4 separate regions of the Gossypium hirsutum genome follow, and all the other regions are linked to region 4. Evidence: chromatin contacts called from public Hi-C data. All regions are on one chromosome and are shown on one strand. Each heading gives the region's core, a stretch centred on a gene start, on an enhancer-like site or on the middle of the called end of the contact. The rest is flanking DNA. Distances are from core to core; before and after follow the strand shown.

Evidence for each region. A called contact is a pair of places that touch in the nucleus more often than the background predicts.
Region 1: a Hi-C map of leaf shows a contact between it and region 4, with 2.5 times the contacts expected there. The contact joins the promoter of LOC107952845 here to the promoter of LOC107888281 in region 4. A contact is called at or near these places in 8 of 34 Hi-C or Micro-C datasets (callus, hypocotyl and leaf).
Region 2: a contact with region 4 is called in a Hi-C map of leaf, with 5 times the contacts expected there. The contact joins the enhancer-like site here to the promoter of LOC107888281 in region 4. A contact is called at or near these places in 16 of 34 Hi-C or Micro-C datasets (anther, callus, fibers and 3 more).
Region 3: a Hi-C map of leaf shows a contact between it and region 4, with 2.6 times the contacts expected there. The contact joins the promoter of LOC107920356 here to the promoter of LOC107888281 in region 4. A contact is called at or near these places in 13 of 34 Hi-C or Micro-C datasets (callus, hypocotyl, leaf and 1 more).

What each region holds. Positions count from the first base shown.
Region 1 is chrA07:57,182,640-57,185,651 of Gossypium_hirsutum_v2.1, forward strand. LOC107952845 (UDP-arabinopyranose mutase 1) reads right to left here and starts at 1,320. Exons shown (of 4, transcript XM_016888040.2): 1 at 741-1,320. The coding sequence starts at 1,082.
Region 2 is chrA07:57,326,839-57,329,826 of Gossypium_hirsutum_v2.1, forward strand. LOC107946408 (aarF domain-containing protein kinase 1) reads right to left here. Exons shown (of 16, transcript XM_016880715.2): 13 at 2,943-2,988; 14 at 2,760-2,872; 15 at 2,429-2,500; 16 at 1,967-2,332. The coding sequence ends at 2,208. Among protein-coding and RNA genes, the nearest start is that of LOC107946408, 19 kb to the right of the region's middle. Within about 2 kb of position 1,708, at least 2 of the 9 cell types and tissues checked have an H3K27ac peak or open chromatin away from gene starts, as enhancers often do. A contact at or near this core is called in leaf, where this site is marked.
Region 3 is chrA07:56,582,190-56,585,402 of Gossypium_hirsutum_v2.1, forward strand. It overlaps LOC107920356, which reads right to left and starts at 1,414. Exons shown (of 11, transcript XM_016850035.2): 1 at 1,075-1,414; 2 at 862-936; 3 at 194-335; 4 at 1-61. The coding sequence starts at 917.
Region 4 is chrA07:56,923,229-56,926,183 of Gossypium_hirsutum_v2.1, forward strand. LOC107888281 (probable plastidic glucose transporter 1) reads right to left here and starts at 1,572. Exons shown (of 12, transcript XM_016812340.2): 1 at 1,284-1,572; 2 at 1,050-1,173; 3 at 231-431. The coding sequence starts at 1,458.

The DNA of each region.
Region 1 (3,012 bases), core at 70-2,569, 260 kb after region 4:
AGATACAATCATCCAAGATTTTTGAATCTCATATCTGTAGATTCCAGTCCAACCAATTACTTATCAATTGAAAGGTATATCTCCATGATTAGGCAGGTACAAAGCTGCTAGAGGTGCATAGCATGTGAAAGTAATTTGAATTCTATAACCAACTGCAAAAAATAAATAAATAAAGTAAAAAGAAGCTAATAAAAGAAAAACTGACTCTCCACACTGCAATATAAACAACATAATAATAGGAAAACAAATGCATAAATCATCTCAGACTCTGAAGATCTGGCAAGCATATCAGACAATGCAGAACTCAAATCCAGATTCGGGAAGGAATTGTAATATATAAATTGATTGCGCTATAAATTACTGTAGTATTTGAAATTGAATTTCAACTATGTAGATTGCATGATCTGAAAGGCTTTCAAAGTAAATCTGAAGCAAGCAGAATTCGATTTCTCATTTGCTACGAATATGTCAACATAAATTGAGGGGGAAAGAGGAGATTAAACCAAACTACCAAAGTGTCCAAGTCTCCCATCAAAACAATCAAAGGATTCAACTTTTGACCATAATAACAAAAACCAAGGTACTAAAACATCACAGGAATTCAATTTAAATCAAGAAAAAAAATAAAAGCACGCAAATTTCCAAACAATACAATGTAAAGATCCAAAATTTGACTAAAATAAGGAAACCCCAGATTCTGAAACACCACAATAAAATTGAAAAAACAAAAAGAAACTTACAAAGCAGTCGTCGTCAATGGTGAAGATATACTTCTTCTTGGATACCATGTAACCAAAGCAACGACAAGCAGAGTCCTTGAAGGAAATGCAAGAAGCCTTAGGACCGAGGATCCTGTTAATATCGTTCCTGTTGTAAAGCTCATAGTCAAAGCCCTCAGGGACCTTGATGGTCTTTGAAGGATCACCATCTTGAACAATGATGAGATGGTAAGGCTGAAAGAATGGCCTCCACATCTCAAGAAAGTCCAAGTTCCTTATGGTTGGTATAACAATGTCGAGCTCATCTTTCAGCAGAGCCACTGCTGGTGCTGCTGCTTGTGTTGCTGTTGCAGGCTCTGCCATTTTCACCGCAAAAAGGAGAAACGATAAAAGGAAAAGTGAAAAAAGCAGAGGTTTTTTCTTTCGCAGTTATTTTGAGGATTGATTGAGAGGAAGAGAGCTTGTTTGCGAATATATGGAGAGGGAGACTGAAGAGTCACGTGAGAAACGAGTGAGGCGGCACGATTGGAGGGAGATACAAAGGAGAGAGACGAGGGATCGTGTTTTGATTTTATTTTTTTTATATAGACAGTATTGGGTTAGAATGGGTTATACGATTTGTGCATAAATTATCGCTCGGAATTGATGGACGGTAAAAGAATTTTAAATAAATAAATATGACACATGTCACAACTTAATTGGGTATCTGTTTTTAAATAATGAAAGTTTATAGTTTGAAAAAAATATATTTAAATAGTTAAACAAATAATTTCTTTTAAGAGTTTATCATTCAATTAAACCTTAATTTATTAGTATCATTTTCATATTATTTTTTTTACATAATATTGTATTATGTTTTATTTTTAATATTTTTTGGGTTATAATGATATTTAGAGTCAAAGGTGGATTTGGATGGACGGTGGGGTATGATATAGTGTGTTTAGCTTATTTTTTGTCTCATACTATAATATCTAATTTCACCATTATAGCTATTTTTTACCCTAACTGTAACTAAATCTACAGTCTATCTAAACTTACCCTAAATTTGTAGAGTTCTATATTTTGGTTCAATTCAGATAATCACTTGGGTTCAATGAAAAAGAAAGGTAAATCACATTTAAGGTCATTAACTATAAGTAAGTTTATATTTTAGTTACTCATCTAAAATTTTTATTTAAGTCATTGAATTGTTAATTTTTTTTAAAAAAGGGTCTTATTAGGGAGCTGCAAGCGATGATTTAATGATCAATGCGGTGGATTAGTAACCACCGAGAGTCGAAGGACAAAACTTAGATCTAAGTCAATTTGCCAATTAATATTGAAGATTGGAGAAAAAAGTAATTTTCAGTTTCAGTTTGTAAATTCCTAACATTTAAAGATATTTTATGAAAGAAAAACTAAAATATAAAAGAAAAGGAGAATATGAGCTTTCGGTTAACACAACAATACGACTAGAAAATACCATACAAAATTTAGAATTCGTTTCTTCGAATTTCATAAACTCTAGCGTATTAACTTAAACCGAACATATGAAATTTTTTTTAATCCCACTTGTGTATCCTAATTTTAACATCATAATAGTAAACAGCAATAATTATTTAATTTACTGAAATTGTGTTTAAAATTTAGAATTAAATCTCACCTTGATAAAAATTTTAATAATAAAAAAGGAAAAAAAAAGAGAATGGGTTTAGCTATTTTTTTTTAATTTGATTTAATTATTGAACGATTCACCCATAATAAACTTAATTATTAGATGGAATAAAGAAAGAAATAAATTCCGTTTCAATCAAGTCCTAGATCAAAATTTTCATACATTAGAAAGAAGTGAGTTTTTGTGGAAATGAAAAACTGAAACCGTAAATCAATTTAAATTTAATCAAAAACTTCAAACCATCTAAAATTAACTCGATTTTAAAATCATATAAAAAGACTGAAATATATAAAATCATAACTCATATAGTATGGGTCAGTATTAAAAAGGAGATGGGAAAGTGAGTTTTCATCGTTTTTCTTTTACGCCAACTTAAGCTTTCACATGGATGGCATGATGTCTACTTTCTTTTCCTTTTTATGTTTCCAATTTCTTTTCTATTATTATTATTATTGAGTTATGGATTTGGAATTTTTCAATTGTTAATATTATAAGAAAAATAATAAAGTATATTATTTTTGCCAAAAATTTAAATCTTAACAATAATATTATTAAGAAGGGATAATCATAAATCTCGAATGTGAATTGTAAAATAAATTTGTACATTATAATATTATTTTTTATTAAATAATATCTTTT
Region 2 (2,988 bases), core at 458-2,957, 400 kb after region 4:
CTGGATCAACTTACTAAGCTCCTATGAAGCTTAACTTGTTTTCAAATGCGTAGATTGCAGAAAGTGTTTGTGCAAAAAAAAGGTTGAGCATGGTTTGTCAAATCACAACTCATCAATAAGGTAAGAATTGAGAACCATGGATTTTGTGTCTTTGAATTAGTGTGGCATGTACCTAGGTATCCGGTAAGTAGGAAAGTGATAGATAGTTAGGGAATTGGCACAAAGTTGAGTTTTGTTTAAATGGAGAGGTTTTGAACCTTTGTGGTACATTAGATGGAGATTGAACATGGATGATGTAAAAGTTGAACGTCGACAATGACAATAAAAAACGATCGCAAAGCAAAAAGAAAAAGATAAGAACACACAGATTTCACGTGGAAACCCTTTCGGGAGAAAAACCATTGGTAGTGGAGAAGAAAATTCACTAATGTTAAATTTGAATGATACAAGAGGAGTTTAGACTACATCTATTTATAAGTTGAAAAACCTTATTATAATCAATGTCAAATAGAAGCAATGTAGTAAGGTTGAAACACCTTATTCTAATCAATATCAAACAGAATAAGTGTACTTTTATACGGATTTCACTTGTACAGCTTGTACCGTATCGTGAGGGCACACCCTCGGTTACGACCCCAGTCTAATTTTATACTTAATGGAGATTTGCGGCAGCTATGGCCCTCGACCTTTGCCCCCACAGATCCCCTTATTTTGCCATTATTTTTTTTAACAAGAAGTTGGGTCATGCAACTCTAATAGATGAATTGCATGATGTTTACAAAGATAATTAGGAGTATTTTAAGGTCAAATAATGATTGAGAATGATTGGGATTAATTGGAGTAAGTTATGACACTTTTTGAGGTATTTTTAAGCTTGATTTTAGCTTCCATACACCCAAATTTTGATACTTAGAGGGCTTGTATTGATAAAGCTCAAACATAATGTAAAAATGAATAGTATCAAGGTCAAGGTACCGATAAATTGGGGCATGCGTCAATACCTCTACCTTGTTTTCTTAATTTATGTTGTTTTTTACATCAAGGGGTCTCTGAATGATCTCTGGTTGCAACCAGTTTACATATTCAGTTTAGAAATTATTGAAGAAGCCTTAAATAGCTTCAAATGAGTCTAAAAGATGAGTAGAACATGAGTGATTTGTTTGGTACGTAAATGTAGCATTTCTTACATGGTAAGGGGGTGTTACAATCGTCGTTAATGGTAGAAGTGGTTGCGAAGGACCAATTCTCAAAAGATTTTGGCATTATCCAATGGTAACTGATTAGTAAACCAAACTGGTGGCATCTTAGAGAAAACACACCGATGAGTTGAAGTTGACATTTTTAGTTGATTAGTTGTTCCAGAACTTAGTCATTAGATAGGATTTGGGCTAAAACTTGCTATCGACTAACTAGGATCGTAAGTGGTTGGTCTGGATCCAAATATATACGTGGTCAAAGCTAAAATTAAGTTAAATTTTAACATAGGTAATAAAGCTTTAAGTTGCCCCTTAATTGCCCAAATCTAGTCTGATCTAGTCTTTTTAGCTAATGCAATGTTTCTTATTCGCTAGGAATGTTGGCAAGTCACACTATGCATAGCTTTTGAGTCGGATAAAAGCTAGAGGTGATTCCTCTACGTGCCACGTGACATTGTTCTTGCTAGCATAGCATTTATGTTTTGTACTTTATAAAGCCTAAGCTCATGTGATCTTTGTACCAGTTGGAACTTGAGCTCTTTTGGGCCTTGTTACAGGCCTTAGCCCATTTGGCCTGGATATAACAATAATGAATAATAAAAATTTTCAGTGATTAAAAATATTTCCAAATGAATGCTTTTATATATAAATCTCTCTCTCTCTCTATATATATATAAACTAGTTTTTAAATTCTTATCTAAGTTTGTTTTTCCTTTTTCTGACGTAAAAGATTGTAGTAAAAATTTGCAAATGCTTGAACTCAAAATCCATACCCAGTAAATGGTACTTCTTAAAATAATTTCATCACCAAGTTAAGCTTTGAGTAATATTCTGGTTCTTACAATTCTTCAGATTCAGAGTAATTTTATAGTTCTACAACAAAAGCCAATATCAAACTACAATACAGTGCTCCTTGAGCCCTAGGAAGCTTTATCTACATATGGCTTCTGCTCAAAATTTACTTGGTGTAAATAACGAAGTACATAAGACAAAAAAGAAAGGAAAAAGAATCTACATTTTGAAGTAGATGTTGAAGAACATTGTCGACATACCTTTTCCAGCAGCACTCATCTTTCCATAAAACTTATTCAGACATCGCTTCAGCTTCTCCATCCACAAAACCAGATTCGTTACCCCTGAAAATGTTAAAATGTTCCAATCATTCAGGTACCTTTTTTTTTTATTACCTGACATACCTACATATCAGAACTTATGAGAAGAAAAAACCTTACCTATAGTAAGCCTTAGAAGAATGTATTCTATATTTCCTATCAATCTGGTATATAGGGCCAATGATGTCAAATCTGAACACACGAGGATAAAGTAATTGTATTCCTTAAATTGTAAATTAAAACAAAATATGCGACCACAAAATCAGTTCCTTCCAAGAATACCGACGTTAACTGCTCATGAATATAAAAATCTCTTTCTTACTATACACTCGTAAATGTACAAACACAACAACAGATGCATCCATTAAAAGCTCTCCCTGGCTTGGCCAGATAACAACTGATTTAGAATAAAATTAAAGGAAAAAAAAAAGGGTTTAGAAGAACTGTTTACCAGAGCATGGATTCGACTTCAGAGAGAGACCAAGTGAGGCATATTTTCCATAGGTTAGCAACCTCACCCATTTTGAAGCACCAAGCTTGCTTACTGTAGATCTCAGTAATTCACTAAAACAGAAAAGACCAAAATGAGATTAGGAGCTATTGAACTCCAAATAGGCTACTGAATTTATCTTACTCTGTCCGCAATATTATGAGAAAGTTGGAAGGAAGAGATTCCATAA
Region 3 (3,213 bases), core at 164-2,663, 340 kb before region 4:
CTTCTTTTCCATCCTTTCTTGCCCTACGACCTTTGGTGTTAGCAAAAGGAGATAACCTGGACTGTAAAATGTAAATAGGAAGAAAAAAAATCCACTTAAATTCATTAAAATATTCTAATCATTTGAAAATTAAAAATAATTAAATAAAACCATATATTTCAAAAGAATCAAAATAAAAGGTGTGCTCAACAACCTTGGTAACCATCAATTGCCACAAGTGAGCAGGACGTGAACCTAAGTCCCTAAGCCATGGCCGGTTGTCCACCAAAATGTAGAATTTTTTACTTTCAGGGGCCAAGAAAAGGCTAAGATCCGATAGATAAGACTGCAAGTCTCTGCAATCAGAGATTAGACAATAAAATTTCAAATAATACATAAGAAAAGTGGAAAACCCTGAGAAATAACTCAGTGATTGTGATATTTCCCATAAACCAAGTGCTTAGAATAAATCAATTGATTAACGCACAGGATTTGATATTTCTACAAATGAAGTCCTAGAAACACACAAAATTACCATATAAAAAAATGTATCAACACTCATTAAAAGAAAGAAAAAAAGATCACTAATCAGAAATCGGGAAAAAAAAATAACACGACTGTATGAAGTATGACTAGCAGCTGAAGCATATGTTAACCAACTCATATTTTTCTAATCATAAGCGCATATACCGGAAATGAGCATTGGAATATGATCCCAACATATATGAAAAACTTCGAAAAAAGGAAATGCATATACCGCCTCAAACATGTATATCTATGACAGTCAATCCGAGTCCATGAACATAGTCTGAAGCCAAAATTTCAACTTCTACTCAGATCAAGCATACAGATGGTAAAAGTAAAAATAGTTAAAAGAATTACCCGATTTGGAGACTGGTTAAAGGAAAAACAGAGCGCTCATCGTCGTGCTTCCCCATCAAAATTAAGCTCTAAGCTCTGTTTTTAATTTCAAATTACAGCAAATCACAGCTAAACAATTAGCATATAAGAAATAAAAAATTCATTCATATCCAAAATAAACAACATTACTATATATATACATAGATAGATACTAAGAAAGAGAGGAAAATAGACCTTGAAGAAAGGAATTCCATGAAAATGGAAGTGATAAAACAAAAAAGGGAGAGAAAAGGAAGGAAACACAATCACACTTTTAACTTCATAACAACATTTAATAAAAGAGAGAGAATCAGATTAAAAGGCAAAAAGAAAAATGAAATTGTTTTGTATTAAATGAAATGAAAGGAAATAATAATGGTTGAGAGGGAAAGAGTTTGGTTGGGTTGGAAGGCGTGATGAAGGCAGGCAAGATTCGACACGTTCACAACACGTCTATGTGTATTCAAAAATTATTGGATATTCGAAACAAATAAATAAATAAGAGTTAGTACTTAGTACTAATTATTGATGTGAGAGCTTTGGAGGAAACTGGAAAGAAGTGGAAGACGAAGGCTAAAATGGTAAAATTAGAAGGAGATCTGATCTAATTAATATACCTACGCGCCGAGAATACCCTTACGATGTGCTTCGCCTGTTTCTATTTATAAAAATTGAAATTATATAACAACAATCTAACCAATTATACTATTACCAAAAAACCAAACATACTACCAACTTGAAGATGAAACACCCAACTCGCTTCTTCTTTTTCACTTAATAAAGAAATTGTTGAATTTGATAACCGGATAAGTACAAAGCCAGCTTTTTTTTAACTGTGAGCTTGAATCTAACCGTGATGAGAAGGTCCTTTCAGAAAAAGAAAAAGAAAAAAAAAACCAAGATAGAAAACGACATAAAATTGATGAGGAATAAAATTTATGATAATTAATGCATTGTATTAAAAGATATTATATTAACATGTTGAATATCTTTTTTTAGATATTATCAATATTGTCGAAACTATTGGTAATCGACTTTATTTGAAAGCGAAAATTAAAATAGGAGTTGTCATCGATCTTTATTTGGTGTGATCGGATCACTTTTGTTTTAAAACAATTTTAGTTTATTAAAACAGCATTTTGGTCTACGAAATTCAAGAGAACAAGTTCGGGAGTCGGTTAAATGCGAAGAAGGATTAGCACCCTCGACACGTCCAAAAATTGGTACCGAATTGATTAGTTTGTGGCTCAATGTCGAATAGTTGAAAACTGGGGACGGATTTGAAATACTATCCTTTTTTATTAGCATCGATTTTAAAAATTCTTGAATTAGCTCAAAACAATTGTTAAAGATTTCCTCATCTCGAGATATCGGAGTATCACATCCCGTAAGTTAGGACACAATACCATGAACTCTCAAGCACAAGTTTGTCTTTAATTTTAATTAGAATTCCATGTATTTTAAAATTCGAAAGGATATTTGGCTATTTAGAATCAAGGAAAAAATCGAAACCCCGTAAGTTAGGGCACAATCCCTCGATGTTCTAAAACGCAAAACATTGCCTTATTTTAGAAAATTTTGTTTTTGAACAATAGCAAATACGATATTTAAATAACGTGTATTATTTTTTGGAAAAAAAATTAAGCGATCCAAGTCGGGTCAGTATGTTAGGTTAATGTATGATATGATTTAAACTAGATAAAACAAAAATATAACATAGAGTACGGAATAACAACACGAATATAATATTATACAAGCAAATGGTAATAACAAAAATACGAATAAACGAATTATACTACACACAATGGCAATAATCACATAACATATGTCACTTAAATACTAATCATTAATAATCAAAGACAAATGAATTAAAAATATTATAACGCAAACTAAAATGACTGAAACGTAAAACAAATTTTAAAATGATAAGAAATGAATTTAGAATAAATAATGAAAAAGAAATTTAATCAACAATGTACAAAATAATTTAAAAATAGAATATATATATAAGAAATTTTAGAATAGGTAATATAGGCGAAAGTTTGAAATAAATAATATACAGAAAAAGTTTAAAATGAATAATATGTAAAATAATTTAAGATAAATAATATATAAATGAGTTTAAAATAAATGTTATGTAAAAAGAAATTTAAAATAAATAATATACAAGACATTTAAGAAATAACTAGTATATATGTGAAAAAAAATGTAACGATTTGAAATTGATAATATATATAAAATTTTAAAGTAAATAATAAAACAATTTAAAATGAAAAATGCATAAAGCGAGTTTAAAATAAATAATGTAAAAGAATTTAAAAAATTATATTATAT
Region 4 (2,955 bases), core at 322-2,821:
TTAAACACACTTTCAAACACATAAAGTACAAGAAGCTACTGTAATATGTGTCCTATAAGTTCTACCTAGATAAATACAGAATGAAATAACAGATGGGGTGTGAAACACACAAAAGAAACAAAAGAGTACAAAATAATTATAGTACTGTTTAAATGAACTCCACATTTCACTTGGCATAGAGGAGATAAAATGCATTGCTTGGATTACCAATGCCTATATGTTATTCTCACCTCACAATTGCACCAAGTATCAATGGTATTGTGTCAATCTGAAAGGTCCGGCGACAACCTAGTTTGTCCACCAGTGAACCACAACTCAGGCTTCCAATGAAAGCTCCAGCAATGAATATGCTTACCACAATCCCCTCAAGAATTGGATCTCCTTCGAAACCAAGTTCTCTTGCAATTGAAACGATTGGACCATTCATTACTCTGCAAAACAAAGAATGCAATTTTGTGAACTGACTCTTAGACAAAACAATTTTACTCTTTAAAAATATCATTGATTTTCAAGTTACACCTATGTTATGGTGAGTATTGAATACGTGTGTGAGTCCAATATGGGCATACTCAATATTTTTGTTTCTATTTTATTTCTTCACATATATGATCATATCCCATACCTATGTCAAACACAAGTGTTGGACATCGGTACTTTAGGGAGAATTAAGAGACCGGGTATATGAATTCCTTCCATACACTCCCGATGAAATTTTAACACTCTACAACCAGGTTTATACATTAAAAGACAATAATTCAGTGTTTAGTTTCCTTATTTATAGTTTTTTTATGGAATATTTATAGTTAAATAAATAAAACTCTTGTAAGCATATAAATCAGTTAGCAACATAATTTCCAATTTCTCAACAGCTAAACGAGCGAGCAACTAATTAGAAAGAACAATAAAGCATAAAAAAAAATTCAATAAGAGCTGAATTAAGCTCCAGAATATTCAAATGCTTCATTGCATAGCAAAAAGAGCAAGGAAAAGAAAACAACAATTAAATTTTCAGAAAGAAAGAACAATGTTTTTATTAAAAAAACACTTACCCTATGTGATAGCCGAAAAGGAAATTGGACATTGAAGCAACCAAAACGTGAGGGAAAGTAGGAAGCCATCCCAAATCAAAGCTTTGATCATCGCTTTTTTCTTGATTACGTAAACCTTCATTATCTGCAATTTAAACCCTAATCAGATATTAACTATAAAAATTCCACAGAATCTTGTCCGTCGATTGAATTTGACGAAAGCCAATAAGCCGAAAAATAAATGATAGTAAAAACCTGGCTCCTGAGTCTGCAACTGCTTCCTAGTCGCCGAAGCTTTCAACTTTAGTGACGGCAAGGGGAAACCAAAACGAAAGGTTTTGGGTTTAAGGAGTACTTTGGGGCTTAGATGAGAGGTGAAGAATAGGGGAACCGGGACGACCGGTCGGTGGAGTACGGTGGCAACCCACATCGAGTGAGAAATCGAGGAGAGAGAATGGGAATTGAAGTGTTTTTTGTTTATTTTTTTCCTTCAATAATTAGATAGAAATGATGGGATAAAGCCAGGTGGCGTAATTTGTTAGCTCTGCAAGGAAGGAATAGGATAAAACGGTCATAAAAAAAAAGAGTAACAAATTGGCGGGAAACACGAGGGCATAGTTCAACAGTATACCGGCAAGGATGAGAGCATTTTAGTGACATTTTCTTTAGCATGACGTAATTTACTTATTTGTGGATACTTTTTATGCAAGGATATTAAATTTTGAAATGTTAAAGACGTGGTTTAATCGTAAAATGCCATGAGTCCGAACTTTTTACTTCTAAATAATCGAAGGGATCTCATATTAAATAACTAAAATCCAAATAATTGAAAATTAGAAGAAAGAAAACCGTGAAATCATGTTAACCTCACATCTAAAACCCATAAATTCAAAATCAATTAAAATGTGTAATTTGTAATATATACTTTGGTACAATTATATATATTAAATTTGAATTTTAGTTTTTATATATATAATAAATTTTAATTTGGATTCAATTCTACACATTTAAAAAAATAAATAAATAAATTTATTTTCATATTGAATTAATATAATTGTTTTTGTATATAATATCAATGTGATTTGTGTTAATTCAATAATATTGTTAGAAATTTGTAAAAATTGAATCAAATTAAAATTTAATGCATAAAATTGTATAAAATCAAAGTTCATATATGATAATGCACATTGAATCAAATTTCATATATGTTTTGATATTTATAAAAAAAATTTAGCTATGAAATCAATATTAAAGAACTTTCAGGGAATGTTTGGTTCAAGGAATATAATATAAATTTTCGTAATAGAATTACAAAAAACGTAAGGTTGTATATGGTATGTTACATTACTTTGATTGGCTCATTTGATTGGAATGTATTATCCAACACTACGTTTGGTTCGCTGACATAAGGTTGTCGATGGTATGTTACATTATCTTGTTTGGTTCATTTGGTTGGAATGTATTATCCAGCACTACGTTTGGTTCGTTGTAATAGAATTGAGTTGTAATACAATAGAGCTGTAATCAATAATTCAATGTTTAGTTCAATGGAATTGAATAAAACTGTAATAGTATTCTTATGTTTGGTTGAATGGAATGATGTTATAATAGTATAAGGGAAAAAATTGAAATGATTGGAGTACCCTTATCAATTTTTTTGTAAGTAGATAATTATTGTTATTGTTATTAAATTTTAATAGGATTATTATTAAAAATAATTTAATCATATTTTAATATAATTATTATTAAATATAATTTAATAAAAATAATAATATTTTTAATATAATTATTTTTATATTAAAATATTTTTATTTTAAATTATATTTTGACATTAAATATTTTATATTAAATTATATTAAATTATTTCAAATATTTTATTTTTATATTTTCTAAGTCCAAGTTTTAAAGGACTAATCTAAAAATTAAT